Regions from separate parts of the Sus scrofa genome. Here region 2 is linked to region 1. The links are chromatin contacts, called in public HiChIP or PLAC-seq maps. All regions are on one chromosome and are shown on one strand. The core of a region is the stretch at or near the end of the contact, and the rest is flanking DNA. Distances in the headings are between cores, read along the strand shown.

Evidence for each region. HiChIP or PLAC-seq counts read pairs in DNA pulled down with a chosen protein or histone mark.
Region 2: a contact with region 1 is called in an H3K27ac HiChIP or PLAC-seq map of alveolar macrophages. The contact joins the promoter of C2H11orf24 here to the enhancer-like site in region 1. A contact is called at or near these places in 3 of 5 promoter capture datasets (fetal liver, fetal skeletal muscle and liver), 11 of 47 Hi-C or Micro-C datasets (alveolar macrophages, brain, embryonic fibroblasts and 7 more) and 2 of 2 datasets of contacts at active chromatin or transcription factors (alveolar macrophages and skeletal muscle).

The regions. Positions count from the first base shown.
Region 1 is chr2:4,537,696-4,542,573 of Sscrofa11.1, forward strand. It overlaps LRP5 (low-density lipoprotein receptor-related protein 5), which reads right to left. Exons shown (of 23, transcript XM_021082719.1): 21 at 4,606-4,745. Among named protein-coding and RNA genes, the nearest start is that of TRNAA-AGC, 16 kb to the left of the region's middle. Within about 2 kb of position 2,511, at least 14 of the 83 cell types and tissues checked have an H3K27ac peak or open chromatin away from gene starts, as enhancers often do. A contact at or near this core is called in alveolar macrophages, embryonic fibroblasts, mesenteric adipose tissue and 2 more, where this site is marked.
Region 2 is chr2:4,679,868-4,684,745 of Sscrofa11.1, forward strand. It overlaps C2H11orf24, which reads left to right and starts at 2,337. Exons shown (of 4, transcript XM_003480654.4): 1 at 2,337-2,514.

The DNA.
Region 1 (4,878 bases), core at 1,261-3,760:
TGCGGGATACGAGCCGCATCTGCGACCTACACCACAGCTCACGGCAACGCCGGATGGTTAACCCACTGAGCAAAGCCAGGGATCGAACCCCCAACCTCATGGTTCCTAGTCGGATTCGTTAACCACTGCGCCACGACGGGAACTCCCAAAAATGAATTTTTAAAATACCAAAAAACTCAATAGGAAAATGACATAAACATCACTTCTGAGACACTAAAACTACAAAAGACATTAAACACACAAAAAGATATTTGATGCCATTCGTAGTAAGAGAAATATAAATTAAAATGACACCACCAGACCATTTTTACCCCAAATTAAACCTGAGGAGCGTGTATGGAGAGGGAGAGTTGTGCTGGCGCGGCCCTCTGCTGGCGGGAAGATGTCCCCTCCAGAGGCCCCTTGGGCCCGAGGGGTCAGGATGACCACACAGTCCCTGCCGCCTCCCCTCAGGGTTCCAGGTAGCGCTGCTGGAGTAACAAGACCCTGGGAGCAGCTGGACACCCACTGGGCGCTGTCCATGCAAGGGCGCTGTCCAGTCACCAAGAAGGGGACAGCCCTGCCACCAGGGTGCAGGAGCAGGGAGGCAGGGCAGGGAGTGGTCGGCTCAGGCCGGAGGGCCCAGTGCCCTTAACTCTCACTTCCTTAGCCCCCTCCTGTTTGCAAAATGGGAAGATGAGTGAGCCCCCTTCTGGAATTGGGGAGATACGGCACTTCTGTACCCCTCAGACGGGCTTCGTAGGAGTTCCCGTGGCGGCACAGTGGAAATGAGCCCAGGGAGTATCCATGACGATGTGGGTCTGATCCCTGGCCTCGATCAGTGGGTTAAGGAGCCAGCATTGCTGTGGGCTGTGGTGTAGGTCGCAGACGCGGCTCGGATCTGGCTTCGCTGTGGCTGTGGTGTAGTGTAGGTCAGCAGCTACAGCTCCGATTGGTCCCCTAGCCTGGGAACATCCATATGCAGTGGATGTGGCCCTAAAAACAAACAAACAAACAAAATAGAAGTGCTTTCATAAATGCCAGCTTTTTTTTGGGGAGGGGGGGACTGCGCCCAGGGCTTGCAGAAGTTCCCAGGCCAGGGATCGAACTTATGACACAGCAGTGTCTGGAGCCACAGCAGTGACATTGCTGGATCCTTAACCTGCTGCGCCACCAGAGAATTCCAATGCCAGCTTTTAGAAGCAAGGCTCAGAGGAGTTCCCAGTGTGGTGCATGGGTTAAGACTCTGACTGCGGCAGCTCGGGTGGCTGTGGAGGCTTGGGTTTGATCCCTGCTCAGGATAGTGGGTGAAAGGATCCAGCACTACTGCAGCTGCAGCTCAGATTCAATCCTCTGCCCAGGAACTTCCCTATGCTAGGGGTGTGGCTATAAAAAGAAAAAAAAACAAAAACCAAAACCAAAAAAACAAGGCTCAGAGGGGCGCTCTCGTTATTCAGATGAGACCATGTGGATTTTAAAAAGAACGCATGAACCTACTCCGTACGAGGCTCTCATGATGGATACCTGTCATCACGCAATTGTCTAAACCCGCAGAATGATATGGCCCCAAGAGCAGACTCAGGCGTGCACCGTGCATGACGGCGGGTAGGTTCACGGACCCTAACAAGCGTCTCCCCCCGGGGGGGGGTGTTGGCAGAGGGGGAGGAAGGGGGATTTGGGAAATCTCTGTACCCTCCTCTCAATTCTGCTGTGAGCATAGAATAGCTATATACATACACACATACATATATATATATTTATCTATTTTCATCTTTTGTCTGTTTAAGGCTGCACCCAAGGCACATGGAGGTTCCCAGGCTAGGGGTCTAATCGGAACTACAGCCGCTGGCCTACACCACAGCCACAGCAATGCCAGATCTGAGCTGCATCTGTGACCTACACCACAGCTCACGGCAACACCAGATCCTTAACCCACTGAGCGAGGCCAGGGATCGAACCCGCAACCTCATGGTTCCTAGTTGGATTCATTTCCACTGTGCCACGTTGGGAACTCATATATATTTAAAAAAAAAAAAATATATATATATATATATTTTTTTTTTAAAGTTTTCTTTAAAAAAATCCTGCATATGTGAGGCTGGTAAAATCTGAGCAAAGTCAGAGGAAGTCGTATCAAAGCCCTGGTTATGATGTTGAGCCACTGCTGCTAGAGACTCGAAGCTGGCGTCTCCCCAGGTCCCTATGTTGAAACAGAAACCCCAACATGAGGAAGGAAGTGGGGCCCTCGGGAGGCGCTTAAATCACGAGGGTGCAGCCCTCATGGATGGAATCCAGGCCCGTAAGAAAGGGACCCTAGAAAGCTCCTCGACCCCCTCCGCCACATACAGGTCCGACAGCCACCAGGAACCGGAAACTGGGCCCTCGACAGACACCCAACCTGCCAGAACCTTGATCTTGAGTTCTCCAGCCTCGGGGACTGCGAGAAATACCCGCGTGTGGCCTGAGCTGCCCAGTCTACGGCAGCTTTGTTAGAGCAGTGCAAAGATGACTGACTCACGGGTCCGTGAGAAGCCGCCACTGGGAACACTGGTGAAGGGGCAAAAGGACCTCGCAGTATTACGTCTTAGAGTATGTGCACATCTATAATGATCTCAAAATGTAAAACAAAAAAATAAAGTCCACAATCTTTTTATTTTTTTCTGGCTGTGCCCATGGCATGTGTTGGTTCCTGAGTCACGGCAGTGACAATGCCAGATCCTTAACCCGCTGGACCACAACGACCTCGGGTGTGGCCCTAAAAAGCCAAAAAAAAAAAAAAAAGCTGGCTTCGTGCAGGGCTTTTTTTGGGGATGGTGATATTTTCTAAAATTAACCGTGGGGCTGGTTGCGCAACGCTGTGAATACACTAAAAACCACCAAACTGTACACGTGAAGTGGGTGAACTGTACGGTCTGCGACTTATACCTCAATAAAACTGTTTTAAAAGAAATGCTGGTGGTTAATGTCATCTCTTGCTGCTAAAGAAGATCCCCTCCCACCCCCCGCCGCCAGTTCCTAGCAGAGCCTGGGAACATCCTGGGGTCTGCGTGGGGGGCTGGGGGGCTGGGGGGCTGTCCTAGAGTTCCTGGTGCTTCCGGCTGGTTCCATCGGGCACCTGAAAGCCAGGCGACAGGAGCCATAAGGAGGACGAGAGTTTGGGGACCACGTTCTTAAGCTCCAGCCTCCTCTGCCCTCAGCATGGTCGGGCCCCGAAGCTTCCAGGAGGCTCGGGTCCCAACCCAAGATGACACCCCCTGCTCTTTCCTCCCTCCGAGGCCTTGCCCCGGTCAGACGCAACAAGAAGGGGCAACATCCCCAATGTGGGGGACACCCAGAAAGGCGGGAAGGCCCAGCCCTGGTGGGTGGGGTTTGATGGAGATCCCCCCTCCCCAGGGAAGGTCCCAGGGGCTGTCTTCGCCTCAGAAGAGTGTGTCATCACAGGAGGTCAGGTTTCAAGGATTTATCTTTTTTTTTTTTTATCTTTTTTTTTTTTTTTTTTTTTTTGTCTTTTTGCTATTTCTTGGGCCGCTCCCGCGGCATATGGGAGGTTCCCAGGCTAGGGGTCGAATCGGAGCTGTAGCCACCGGCCTACGCCAGAGCCACAGCAACGCGGGATCCGAGCCGCGTCTGCGACCTACACCACAGCTCACGGCAACGCCGGATCATTAACCCACTGAGCAAGGGCAGGGTCCGAACCCTCAACCTCATGGTTCCTAGTCGGATTTGTTAACCACTGCGCCACGACGGGAACTCCAGGTTTCAAGGATTTAAACAGCACAGAGGAGTTCCTGCTGTGGTGCAAAGGGATCAGGGGTGTCTCTGCAGCTCCTGGATGTGGGTTTGGGCCCCAGCCCCGCCCAGTGGGTTAAAGGAGCTGGTATTGCCTCAGCTGCAGTGTAGGCCGCATCTGTGGCTCAGATCTGATCCCTGGCCGGCTAACTCCATATGCCGCGGGTTGGCCAAAAAAAAAAAAAAAAAAGAAAGAAAGAAAAAAAAGCATAGAACCACATCAAGTCAGAAGCTGAGGTCTAGGTATCTCCAGCTTCATGTTTGGGCATCAACCTTACCCCGGATACCCTGGGGCTGTGCCCTCGGAAATGGGGGTCTTTCCCCACCAGCCACGAGGAGAGGGTCCCTTCTCGGGATGCTGAGTGGGGCTCGGATACCGGGGGCTTCGGGACTTTGCCACCTGCACAGTCATTTCATTCCAGGGTGTCGCTCAGCCAGGGGCTGGCCTCTCGCCCTGCTTGGCCTTCTGGAAGCCTCAGGGAACATTTCAGCCACAAACGTCACCCTGAGAGCACGGTCCTCAGAAAACAATCCAGCCCTTGTCTGGGAACCAGCAAGCCCCGGGGCGGGAAACCATAGGGTCTTCCCGGTGGGGACACTGAGGGAAGCTCACAAGGCCCCCTCAGTGCACCCCATCCTGGCAGGTCCTGCAGACCAAAGACGGCCACCCAGACCTGGAAACTCCCAGCAGCAGCCCTGCAAGGCGGGATGTTTGGGAGATGCCCCATTTTGGGTTTTTAGGTGGCTTTCAGAGGACCCACCAGGGCCAGGGTGCTCTCTTTCCCAAACGGAGAATGTTCACCCCCGGGCGGCCAGGCCTCCCCTGCCGCCACTCACCGGCGGGTACAGCGTGGCCTTGGTGCTGGATGAGCTGCTGGACGAGGCCCCGGTGACGTGGTTCCGGTCGTAGAGGGGCACCCCGGCCCGGCCCCCCATCAGGCTCACGGAGCTCATCATGGACTTGCTGCAGGAGATGCCTACGGGCGGAGGGTGCAAGGCCGGTCACAGACACAGTGCCCTCTCCCCAACTCCGCTGCCCAGGGGGCCCAGGTGCAGGCGAGTAAATTCTACCTGATTAGCATCCCCGCCCGGCTGTCCCCAAGGGACGCC
Region 2 (4,878 bases), core at 1,087-3,586, 140 kb after region 1:
AGATCCTGCATTACTGTGGCTGTGGCGTAGACCTGCAGCTCTAATTCAACCCCTAGCTTGGGAACTAAAAAAAAAAAAAAAAAAAAAAAAAAAAAAAAAGCAGCTCTCCCAGCCTGTTTTACTCTTCATAATGCTCTACAGAAGCAGTTATGTGGTTCCCAGAGCTCTGCCGTGATAGGTGCCAGGTCCTCCCAATTCACTCAAAGTTGTCAGATTCCCCTACAAGAGAATGGGTTTCCCAAAGATATTTCCATTGTTGCCTGAAGCCCATCCTTCCTTCCTTCCTTCCTCCCTTTCTCCTTCCCTCCCTTTCTTTCTCTCTCTCTCCCCAAAACCCATTTTCTAGCAACACTCTACACTGGGGCTTTCTTTACAAGCATTTTCTGAAAAGGACCAGGCAGTAAATACTTCAGGTTTTTGTGGGCCGCAGGGTCTCTGCTCCAACTATTCAATTCTGCCCTTGCAGTGCAAAAGCAGCCACACAATACATAACCAAGAGGCACAGATGTATTCCAATAAAACTTTACTAGAAAAACAGACAGAGGGTCAGCAGATCCTGGCCGTAGACTCTGAGCTCCTTGAAAAGGAGAGCTTGTCTCATCTTTGTAATTTCAGCCTCAGCAGTAAAAACTGTCCCGATTTTACCAAAGAGGAAATAAAAGCACAGAAACTGATTTTGAGGAAGCCGAGCATAGAACCACAACTGGCTGTTTGGGTATATTTTCATTTGTGAATTGAACAGATACTGACTGCGCTTCTCATGTTAGAGCTGAGCTTGTTGTGAAAATTAAAGCAAACCCAAAGCAAAAGGATCTTGTCTTCACAAACTCTCCCACCTGGCTGGCCTCTCAGCAAACCTATCCCTTACAGGGTAAGGGCTACACCGCCTGAAACCATGAGATTGAACTGGATGTGATAGGTCTGTTGTTGCTGTTGTCTTTTCTAGGGCCACACCCAGGCCTATGGAGGTTCCCAAGCTAGGGGTCTAATTAGAGCTGTAGCTGCCAGCCTACGCCAGGGCCACTGCAATTCGGGACCCGAGCTGCATCTACTACCTACATCACAGCTCACGGCAACGCTGGATCCTTAACCCACTGGGCGAGGCCAGGGAATCTATCTGAACCCGCAACTGAGCCAAGACAGGAATTCCTGGATGTGACACTTCTTTTTTTTTTTTTGTCTTTTGTCTTTTTGTTGTTGTTGTTGTTGTGGTTGTTGCTATTTCTTGGGCCGCTCCCTCGGCATATGGAGGTTCCCAGGCTAGGGGTTGAATCGGAGCTGCAGCCACCGGCCTACGCCAGAGCCACAGCAACGCGGGGTCCGAGCCGCGTCTGCGGCCTGCACCACAGCTCACGGCAACGCCGGATCCTTAACCCACTGAGCAAGGGCAGGGACCGAACCCGCAACCTCATGGTTCCTAGTCGGATTCGTTAACCACTGAGCCAAGACAGGAATTCCTGGATGTGACACTTCTAAAGTGAGTTTCAGGTGCTCCCAGAGCTCAGAGCTGGGGAGCTGATCCCATCTTTGCACCCTCACTTTTCTGGGTCTGGCTTAGTTTCTTAGCCCAGGACCCCAAGACGAGTTTTTTATAAGACAAGTTTTTTATAACTGTCTGAAAATAAAGCCTTTTGGATTATTCCCTTTGAGATGGTCTTTCACAGACAGGCTCTGGTTTGGACTTGGGGGGACTGGAGAAAGTTTTAGACTCGGGTACAATCACAAAACTTGTAACTTACGAAGCTACTTCGAACGAAGGTCAAGTCCCATACGCTTTCCTCTACACTGTTTTGCTCCAGTTATTCCACGTCTCACAATCTCAAAACATCTCGAGAGGCTCAGTTTCAGGGTCTGTAAAACCGGGGCTAAGCGCCTCACAGCAGTTAAATCACAGAACCAAGCCCAGCGCTTGGCACGTTGTAGGCGCTCGAAACACGCCGGCCGCGGTCTCGACTGTTACTTGCTTCTGGGATCCCCGGCGCCTGCCCCCGGGGCTGTGGATGGAGTCTAGAGAGGGCGGGCACGTCGCAGGGTCCCCCCCCTCGGGTGACCTGCACGCCAACGTCATAGGTCTGGGCTCACCCAGCCCAGCCGTGGCACCTCGGTCCCCACAGGGCGGGGTCCACAGTCCCAGCGGAGCCCAAGCACCACCACTTCCGCCAGCGATCGGTCCGAAACTGCCGCTTCCGGCCCGCGCGGGACTTCGCCCGAGCCGCCCCGCGGTGGGCGGAGCCCTGACGCGGCCACGCCCCTCGCTTCCGGCTCGAATCCGGCAGCACCAGGAGCCGCCGGGCTGTTCTGAGCGTCAGCCGAGGCTGCCCCGCCCTCCAGGACCCGCCCTCTCGTGACGTCATCTCCGGGGCGGTCCGGGCGGGGCCGGAGCCCTGGCGGCTGCTCTGAGCTGTCCTGGCTCTCGGTCGTGCTGCTCCACTGCTGGCCACGTCCCCACACCGACCGCGGGCGCTTCCCCGCCGCCCGAGGGCCGCCGGGCCGCCGCAGGCCTGCCGCGCCCGGGTAAGGGGCCTGCTCTGCCGTCCGGGGAGCTGTTGTCACCGCTGCCTGAACCGGCTTGGGGCTGAGAGAGGGAGGTGGGGGACAGGAGGAGGGGTGTATAGGGGCACGGGAGGCAGAGGAGGGGACCTTCGGGCACGGGAGGCATAGTAGGGGCATGGGGGCCCGGGAGGCAGAGGAGGGGACCTTCGGGCACGGAAGCAGAGGAGGGGACCTTCGGGCACGGGAGGCAGAGGAGGGGGCATGGGGGCCCAGGAGGCAGAGGAGGGGACCTTCAAGCACGGGAGGCATAGTAGGGGGCATGGGGGCACGGGAGGCAGAGGAGGGCATCTTCGGGCACAGGAGGCAGAGAAGGGGACAAGGGAAAAAATGAATGGGGACACTGCAAGCTGGTGAGGATTGGAGGTGAGAAGTAGGAGGAGAGGAAGGAATAGGAGTCAGTTGGGGACCGAGACTCCCAAGGAGGATGGATGGGAGCCCAAGGAGGCAGGAGAAGGGCTTACGGGGACCCCAAGCCAGAGAAGAGGCTGGGTGAGTTCAGTTTGGGACAGAGGAGGGGAAAGTCGGGACGCTGCCATATGGGTGGGGAGACAAACAGTCTTGCCGGCCAAGGTTGGGCCCCAGGAAGTGTTATGCTCAAAGAGAGTTGGCCCTTTTGGCAAGCCAGGCGTTCTCTACCTGGAAGGGGGTCGTGCATTTCCATCTACCTGCCTGCCTCCCCCATGTGAGTCTGGGCACCTATGTAGTGGGTGCAGTTAGCTGTTAGGAGTCAGCATCCACATAGTTGGCCATAAAACGTAAATTTCTACTTAGACATCTGCCTCGACGATAAACTTTCTTTTCCCCTCCCTGGAGGAAGCATCTCGAAAATTTCAATCCAGATTTTCTCCTTACATGCTAGACTTGCCTGACGGACAGAGGAATGTCAGATTTACCCACACAGCCCGCAAGAAGTAGGCTCTTGCTCAGAGCATTTAGCCTGATACCAAAACTTGCAGAAACCTGGAAGGAAGCAGTGTAATTAAGATGTTATCTAGTGCGCCAGATTCCCATCTGCCACAGAGACACATCCTTTGGACCACAGGACAATGTCTATATGCACAAAACCACAAGCCTGTGTTCCTTGGGTTCTGATACCAAAGTTCAGCCAGGTGACGTGTCAAGACAGGTATCTGTGGTCTGCCCTGTATTTGTTTCCGCAATCCCTGCTCCTTGGTGTGTTTAGTTTCCCCAGCTTGGGGTAGCAGCTGGGGCCACATTGCTGCTGATCAGTAAGTTCCTAGTGTGATGGAATGGGTGGGGGGGGCGGGTAACGCCTGAGTTGGGCCCAAGAACCTGTGTAAGCCAGAAAAAGGAATTAGGCAGCTTAGAGTCTATGTCATGTAACTTGCACGCAGCACCCTGTGTATAACAGTTTCATAAAAGTTAAAAATCAAGCCAAGATTGGGAACACGAGAAATCAGAGACAGGAGGTGTTGAGACTTAGCACAACATCAAGGACCAGAGAAGGATCGGGAAGTTGGCACCCCGGGGGCCCATTATGTGGGTGCCTTTCCAAGAGAATGTTGCCTGGCCTGTGGGGGCGCTGCCCCCTGAACAAGAGGAACTCCCAGCATGGCCTGCCCTCCTGTCTTCCACCTGCCTTGCTCTCCTCGAGACTAACTGAGCCCTTCTGGCCCAGAGGTCCCTTGCCTTTTCACCTGCTGTAGTCTGAGACCTTGATAATAACTGGCCAGACCCTTATGGAAGGCTCACTAAAGCCTCTGCAGGGGAAACTATCATTCTAAGTCTATGCAGTGCTTTGTCCGCCCTGAGTCAGCTTAGATTAGCACAGGTCCTCGCGTGGGGATCTTGGCATTTAGAATATGCTGGTGGACAATGGAGGCAGGACCATACCAGAGAGCTGAAGTCATGGCACGAGGACTTGTTCTTGAGTCTGCACAGCGGCCAATTCCTGTGCCTGTTCGAGGGATCACCAGCCCCACGGGCTGAGCGCATAAGCAACGAGGGCCCCCAGCAGAGCTTTCCTGAGAGACTCGCTGCGTTTCCCCAGAGAGCTGCAGGGAGATGCTTCTTGTGCGTGCACCCACCTTGTATGTGTAGCTATCTCTGTGCATGATTGCGCACACACGTGTGTGGCTGCACGCGTACATGCATGGCAGTGTGTGTGCCTCTGTAGCTGTGTGCCCATGAGTGTGAATCCATGCATACGTGTGTGTGCAGGCAGGTATCCGTGATGGGTAGTAGGCCCGTAGTGGTCCTCAGGCATCACCCCCTAGTGATAGCGGCTGCTCTAGGAGGTGATGAGTTTCTTTCATCTCCTGAGTTTACGTTAGATATTCCTCAAAAAGAGAATCATTCATGCCA